Regions from separate parts of the Oryctolagus cuniculus genome. Here region 2 is linked to region 1. A link is a contact called in public Micro-C data. All regions are on one chromosome and are shown on one strand. The core of a region is the stretch at or near the end of the contact, and the rest is flanking DNA. Distances in the headings are between cores, read along the strand shown.

Region 1 (3,274 bases), core at 266-2,765:
GCCGCAGAACAGCAGCTGACCAAGAGGGAACCATACTTCTGAGTCCCATCTGAAGAATGCACATAGTTTCCACATGTATGTGCGACTCAGGTAAATGCACCCTTCCAACAGCAATGGACACCCTGTGAGTACAAACTGTAAACGGTTAAACCAGAAAACCCATTTTCCTCCATAAGTTTTCACACCAGGAAATTTAAGGAACAAGAATTGCATGGCAAAATTCTTCCCTTACAGTGGTGCTGCTCCCCATCCCTTCTCTCTATAGTCACCCTGTTGGTAACTAGATTGCAAGCTTAACCACCAACGACCTAGAAAGGGGTATCTTTTGATGCCATCTGGTCCTTTTCTTGCCTTCATTCTCATGTGACTGGTGGCTCAGGGGCCTCTTGAATGGAGTTGCCAAATCATGGGCTATAAGACTTTGGAAGTAGGAAGGAAGATAAGAGACAAAAGAAGAAAAAGGCTTGGTTTGATCTGAAAGTCCTTATTCACTAAGGAACACACTGCAAGTATCATATCATGATACATTCTACAAGAAGTAGAAGACTTCAAAGAATACAGACTCATGAAAAGCATGGTTTTGCACCTGATACTGCCAAACTTACAGAACTAGACTTAATGGAAAATAATAAAAATTCTAGCCCCTTGGTCAGTATTTACTTAACCTTTGTTAAACACATAGATACTTTTATTTATTGATATTATTTATATTATACACACACACACACACACACACACACACACACCGGTAGCTCGATAAAAACCCTAAGGATGAAATCTATCCTAAGTTAGGGTATTACTAAAGTAAAGTTAGGATTAGACACTGCAGCAGGAGGTGTCCTGAGAGAGAACTGAAGTCTCCTTGCTGAAAGGGAGGAGGCTGGAGAGAGAGATAGGAAAATACTTTTTATTTTCAAAGACACTTTGAGGTCTGTTTTAAAATGAGATTTAAAAGTGAGTTTTACCCAGGGGAAAAAGCAATTCCCAGCCACTAACCCTTTCAGAAAGAAGGGCCCTATCATAATTACCCACACCTTCAAAAAGGGTAAGCCCCATGTGGGAAAAAGAACAATTAGGGTCTGTTTGGCTTTTACTTTGGTAGATTGGGATCATTTTTCCTTGAAGAAACCAATGCTGCTTTTGATTTCAAACCCTGTAAACTTTACTGCCAAACTGAAATACCACAGAAGATGGAGGGAAATGATTTTGCTAGAAAAATAGTCCCTCCTAGTAGCTGTGATATTTTCAAGCACAGGCATATCACACACAAACAGCCCATACTTGTGAGGGAAAGAATGCTCTGTCAGGAAAAAACCTGCAAGTATCACATAATGGTGTTTTTCAAGTTGTCTTTCAAAACTCTAATCCCCTCGCCTAACAATAAGAAATGTAACCCCTGCCCAGCCCTACTAACCATCCACTGGCTGGTGCCCTTGGAGGCATGGTCCTTCATTGGAACTGGCTTGTCTTTCATTCCTCCACTACAGGGTCCCAAGACTTTGCCAACTAACTAAATCAAAATGGAAAACAAATCAAGTGATAGGCACAGGGCTTGTATTTTCTTCTGTTTAATGTTATGCAATGGACTTCGAGTTCTCCCATGAGCCTCATACTTCAAAGCTGCAGTGGCTGGTGGCCAGGTTTCCCAACCCCCACACACACTCCCGCACATGACAGCAGCTAGCTGCATAATCCCACACATTCTACATTCAAAGGTTTTCCCAAAATTTAATCTGTTGAGAATTTTCAGAAAAATCTCCAAAGCTACCAAGGAAAAAAATCTGCTAACTTTTCATATAAAAAAAAGGCACTTAAGATGGACCCAGATATATCAAACACATTGTTGCTCATTAATTTCATTTACTAAAACATCTATGATCATATTCTGTTGTTCAGCTTATTTTGTTTCTGAAATACAAAAGTTAGACAATCTTTTCCTATAAAATGGCATGATAATTACGTTTTACCTACAACTGTTTCTATCATCTGTTTCACAAAAAATAAGCAGACTATGAACTCCCAGGTAGTGATTTGGCAAGAGCAATCTCCCTAGTGTCAGATATGATTGTGGCAGTCTCAGGACTCCATTAGAACATAGATAAAAACTTAATAGCTAGGACCCTCTTCGCACTTTGCAAAAAGAAATTGTTTTCACTTACTATTCCTCTGAATTGGTATCTTATAAAATAATAGGAACACCAACTTTTATAATAATGAGATTGCAAATCATATAATACCATAATATATTATATAACACAAATTATTCTGTCATACTGTCAACCGCTGCATGAAAGGGCTCACCTACATAAAAAATAAAATCAGTTGGGATATATGATACTCAATCTTGGAAAACTTTCTAAAACTTTCGAAAAAATCTATGCATTCTTAGGGCAAGCTATGTGTAGCCATAAGATGCACTTAACACTGAGTTAACACAGATATACCAGATATCTGATGCCAAAAGGTTAAATATGGTTACCCAGATATTTTCCAGAAGCTATCATTTTCTTGAAGATTGGTAAGAAAATATTCTTTTATATAAGGAAGCATAGATACTGCAGAATGTACTTTTTTTTTTTTTTTTTTTTTTTGACAGGCAGAGTTAGAGAGACAGAGAGTTATAGACAGTAAGTGAGAGAGAGAGAAAGGTCTTCCTTCTGTTGGCTTACTCCCCTAATGGCCGCCACAGCCGGCGCTGTGCTAATCCGAAGCCAGGAGCTGGGTGCTTCCTCCCGGTCTCCCATGCAGGTGCAGGGACCCAAGCACTTGGGCCATCCTCCGCTGCCCTGGGCCACAACAGAGAGCTGGACTGGAAGAGGAGCAACCGGGACTAGAACCCAGGGTGCCGGCGCCGCAGGTGGAGGATTAGCCAATTGAGCCACAATGCCGGCCGCAAAATGTACTTTTAAATAAGAGAAGCTTCAAATAAATTTCACATTTCATCTGAATTCCAGACTTGCCACAGAACTTCAGGAATCTATCTTCAAATTGCTAGAGCTAATTACTACAGATACTATTAATCCCTGAAACTAGAGAACATCATTTCTGATTCATGGCTGAGATCATGTCTCAAAATTTTAGAGAAGGAAGAAAGGACAGGAAAGGGTAAGAGGGAAAGACCGAGAGATGGGGAAACAAAGAGGGAGACATACTTGAGTACAGAGATCTTCAAAAAGTCCATGGAGGGGCCAGCGCTGTGGTACAGTAGATTAAAGCCACAGCCTGCAGTGCCGCATCCCATATGGATGCTGGTTCAAGTCCTGGCTGCTGCTCT
Region 2 (3,544 bases), core at 412-2,911, 67 kb after region 1:
ATGTTCAGTGAGGTCACAAGTTACAAAATTTTGCCAGCCCTTTTAACCATTACAGTTGATATAACATTTAGGAACCAATAGATGTTCCATCAAATGCAAGGAGGCCCAAAATGGGAGTTCACAAGCCATGAAGGATTTTTTTTGGGGGGGGGGGTAAAGATTTTGGAAAAAGGGCTATACTTTTTCAGATGTTAGCTGGGTCATTTCAGATCTGAGTTTCACCACTGGGTGATGGTAACAACTACCATCCACGCCCAATAAGGGATATGTTGGGTAGGGATGGGACAGGACTGTTTAAAAGAAAATACCATTTACTCAGAACATCTGTCAGTCAAGGGTAAAAACTCCTAGACTGAAAGTTTCCACCACTTGCAGGACCCCTTCAAGACTCAGATCCCAAATTGCCAAGGGCTACACCAGGAACTTAAACAAAAAATATTTACCCCATGACAGCTAAACCCATGTGACATGCAATCAAGCAAAGTGATGTGAATTGAAAATATACATGAATCCAATAAGAGTTTAATTCCATGGATCACAGAGTCATAACAGGATGGTAAGAGGAGACTGGATCGATGACTGGGGCCTATGCCCAGCCTTCCATAGTTGACATCCAGGTAAATTAACCACTCCATTTGAAGCCATGGCCAAGAGGGAGAGGAGAGATGGAAAAGTAGCCAGAGAGCCACCACATACAGATATGTTGAAAACAGGAAAGGTACGAGTGATGGTGGGCAGTGTTCAGGGGTGGTTTATCTACATATTTCTAGCCTCTTCCTGCTCTGGCTGTCTCCTGGAGATCTTGTTTAGACACTGGCCACAAGGGCCGCCCTCCAGCACAAAGCTTAGGGTGTTATCCGTAGAACCCAGGTGCAGCCAGGGCCACCTTTTGCTCACATGAATCCAGTTAGCACGACAAAAGGCAGTAGGGAAAAAAGGCTTCCAGAGTCTACTGACAAAAGAACCTGGGATCTTATCTCACTCTCTGTCTCTCTGTCTCTCTCTCTCTCCCCTCCTCTCTCCTCTCTCACCTCCCTCGGGAGTTTCATTGGAAAATGGAAAAAGTCCCCCCAGAGTCTTCCAGGTCTCTAACAATCTGCCTTCTGTAGGGACCAGACACAGCTCTCAATTCTTAGGGGTCCTTTCCCGGCACAGTTTATTACACACAAATTTCCAAGTGATTTATTGCAGATTCATGAACAATGGAGGGTGATGTGTTATACACATTTTCTGCAGATGAAAGAGATGGAGAGAGGGGAAGAGGCCATGAGGTTAAGTGGCAAGTGCAAAGCCACCGTGTTGGTGACACCTGGTGCTTACAAGAACTTCCCTGAAAACACAGAGTACTGACTGTGTAGGGTACGATTTTCTGCAATTATCTGTAAGGATTATTTTCAAACAATCATGTTGGGAGCAGGGGGTGGTGAGCTCGGAGCTCCTAAAGGAGAACCATAACATTTATACATCTCCCCATCCCCCCCCCCCCAACACACACACACCCAAAATGCCGACCAGTCTCCTCCCATCTCTCCCCCAGGGCCCAGAAACGTGAAGAGCAGCAGAAAACCCTTCTGTCTGCCCAGTGAGTCAGCCCTGCCTAACTTCATGCGTAAGCTCTCCTCAAGTCAGCGGCAGCTCCGAGCTGCGGGCCTGTGTGCAGCCGAGATAAATTTGGGTCCAGAAGGGATGACGTAATGCTAAACCCGAGAGGTGGCTGCCGCCTCCCCGGGCTCCAGTCGCCAGGACTGCCGGCTGACATCTCCACCACACAGACACCTCCAGGTGACCCAGGTGCCCCAGCTGGGGAGAGAGGGAAAGAAAGGACAAGGGCTGGGGAGAACAGCAGGGGAGGCAGTGTTAATCTGAGATCGCTGAATCTGGAAGTTTGTTGTTTTTTAACTCCAGTTTTTCTGGTGAGATCAGACCATTGGCAAAGGCTCAAACAGCTGCACTTGACCCATCTCTTTCCTCTTAGAAAAGGGCTTCTCACATTTTATTAAATGGCCCTTATTACAGCAGCCTATTTCGGTGATTATAATGGATGCACTACTCTCTTAAATGTCCTTTTCTTTCTTGTTTGCACGGACTTGGATCCAAGAAGAAATCTGCAATGCAGGACTCAATTAACATGCACATCGAAGTGGCTTGCTTACCCACTTGGGGGGATCAGGGGTGCAACTGATTAGGTATGTGCAGGGATTTGGCTAAGGCCACAACAAGTGAATGTTCCCCCAAGTAACATTTCATGGTTCCTGTCACAGGAGTTTATATCATTAAGCTTATTTCTCAGTCTCCATTTATTAAGACAACTGAGGCTCAGAGAGGTATAGCAACTTGCTCAAGGCCACACAGCTGTCTCTCAAACTGATGGAGCAAGGGTTAGCACTCAGTCCCGCAGCCCTAGGCACTCATCTGTCTCCATATTTCTTCTGCAGGTGAATTCCAGTTTAAAGAAACAACAGAGGTGGAGCTCCACTTTCTGATAGTTTTCAACCGTAAATATCATGATCAAGGCACATGGCAGGGGGCTCTAAGGCTGTTTTTGTTCCCGGTTCCAGGCTTACTCTTCCCCGAGGATAGGAGATGGAGAAGCAGCTCCCTCTCTGCTGGCGATGGCCATGGGCCATTCCCACTCTCCCACTTTAATTAAAAGACCCCACAAATCAACAGCGTGTTGTATTGAAGTAGTTGCCTTCATTGGGAATCCCTTCCAAATACCTTTTTCAAAAGACTCACCACTACCTGTCGCTATAGTCATGTATTATTCTCCTCTAATTTGTATCTGTCATCACATATACACGAGATTTCATGATTTTCTGCCATGTTTGGCATCTAACCTGGTCAGCCACAGTATAATATTCTTTTGAAGTCCTGCTCAATTCTGTGGGTTAACATTTTGCCTATGACTTTTGCATCTATAGCAAAAGCACAAGTAAACTATAATATCCTCTGTTGTGGCATTTGTCAGGTTTCTGTATTACAATGTTCTGTTCTTTCAAAGTTAGATGTGTGGGGAGCAATCCGGACTAGACTGAGTTACTGGAATTAAGACTTATTCTATGCATCTGCTCTCCCACAATATGGCGCTAGGAGAGAAGTAAACAGCTTCTGCACAGCTGCCTCCAGTTCAACCAATAAACTGTAGGACTTGCTCCTGATTGGAGGAGAGCAGCGTACTCGGCGTGTGGGCAGCCGAGTTGGGATTGGCGGAGGAGGACTATAAAGGAGGAGAGAAACGGCATGCACCAGGAACATCTATGGGGAACATCTAAGGGGAACACCTGTGCAGCCCCCAGAGAGCCGGCCGGCGGAGTGCCGCTCCCCTGCGGAAGTGGGGAATGTGGCCAGGGGGAACTGCCCTTCCACGGAGGTGGAAGGGATAGTAGCCAACCCGGGAAGAACCAGCAGCAAACCCGGGGAGGGCCGAGCAGACAGAAAGAACAGCGCAGGGTCCTGTGTCGTTCCTCCACGAAGAGGGGGAGCGACATAATGGTGCCGTGACTCGGATATGAAGCCTAGGCAGGGCTTAGTGTCGTTCCTCCAT

Evidence for each region. Hi-C and Micro-C count contacts between places; a contact is called where the count stands out from the background.
Region 2: a Micro-C map of ear pinna shows a contact between it and region 1, with 2.7 times the contacts expected there. The contact joins two enhancer-like sites. A contact is called at or near these places in 2 of 6 Hi-C or Micro-C datasets (ear pinna and embryonic fibroblasts).

Annotation. Positions count from the first base shown.
Region 1 is chr15:19,968,681-19,971,954 of mOryCun1.1, forward strand. The region is part of intron 3 of MXI1 (MAX interactor 1, dimerization protein); the gene reads right to left. Among named protein-coding and RNA genes, the nearest start is that of SMNDC1, 31 kb to the left of the region's middle. Within about 2 kb of position 1,516, at least 2 of the 8 cell types and tissues checked have an H3K27ac peak or open chromatin away from gene starts, as enhancers often do. A contact at or near this core is called in ear pinna, where this site is marked.
Region 2 is chr15:20,035,825-20,039,368 of mOryCun1.1, forward strand. The region is part of intron 1 of MXI1 (MAX interactor 1, dimerization protein); the gene reads right to left. LOC103351424 (a long non-coding RNA gene) reads left to right here. Exons shown (of 5, transcript XR_011382283.1): 2 at 454-1,359; 3 at 1,538-2,186; 4 at 2,436-3,544. Among named protein-coding and RNA genes, the nearest start is that of MXI1, 13 kb to the right of the region's middle. Within about 2 kb of position 1,662, at least 5 of the 8 cell types and tissues checked have an H3K27ac peak or open chromatin away from gene starts, as enhancers often do. A contact at or near this core is called in ear pinna, where this site is marked.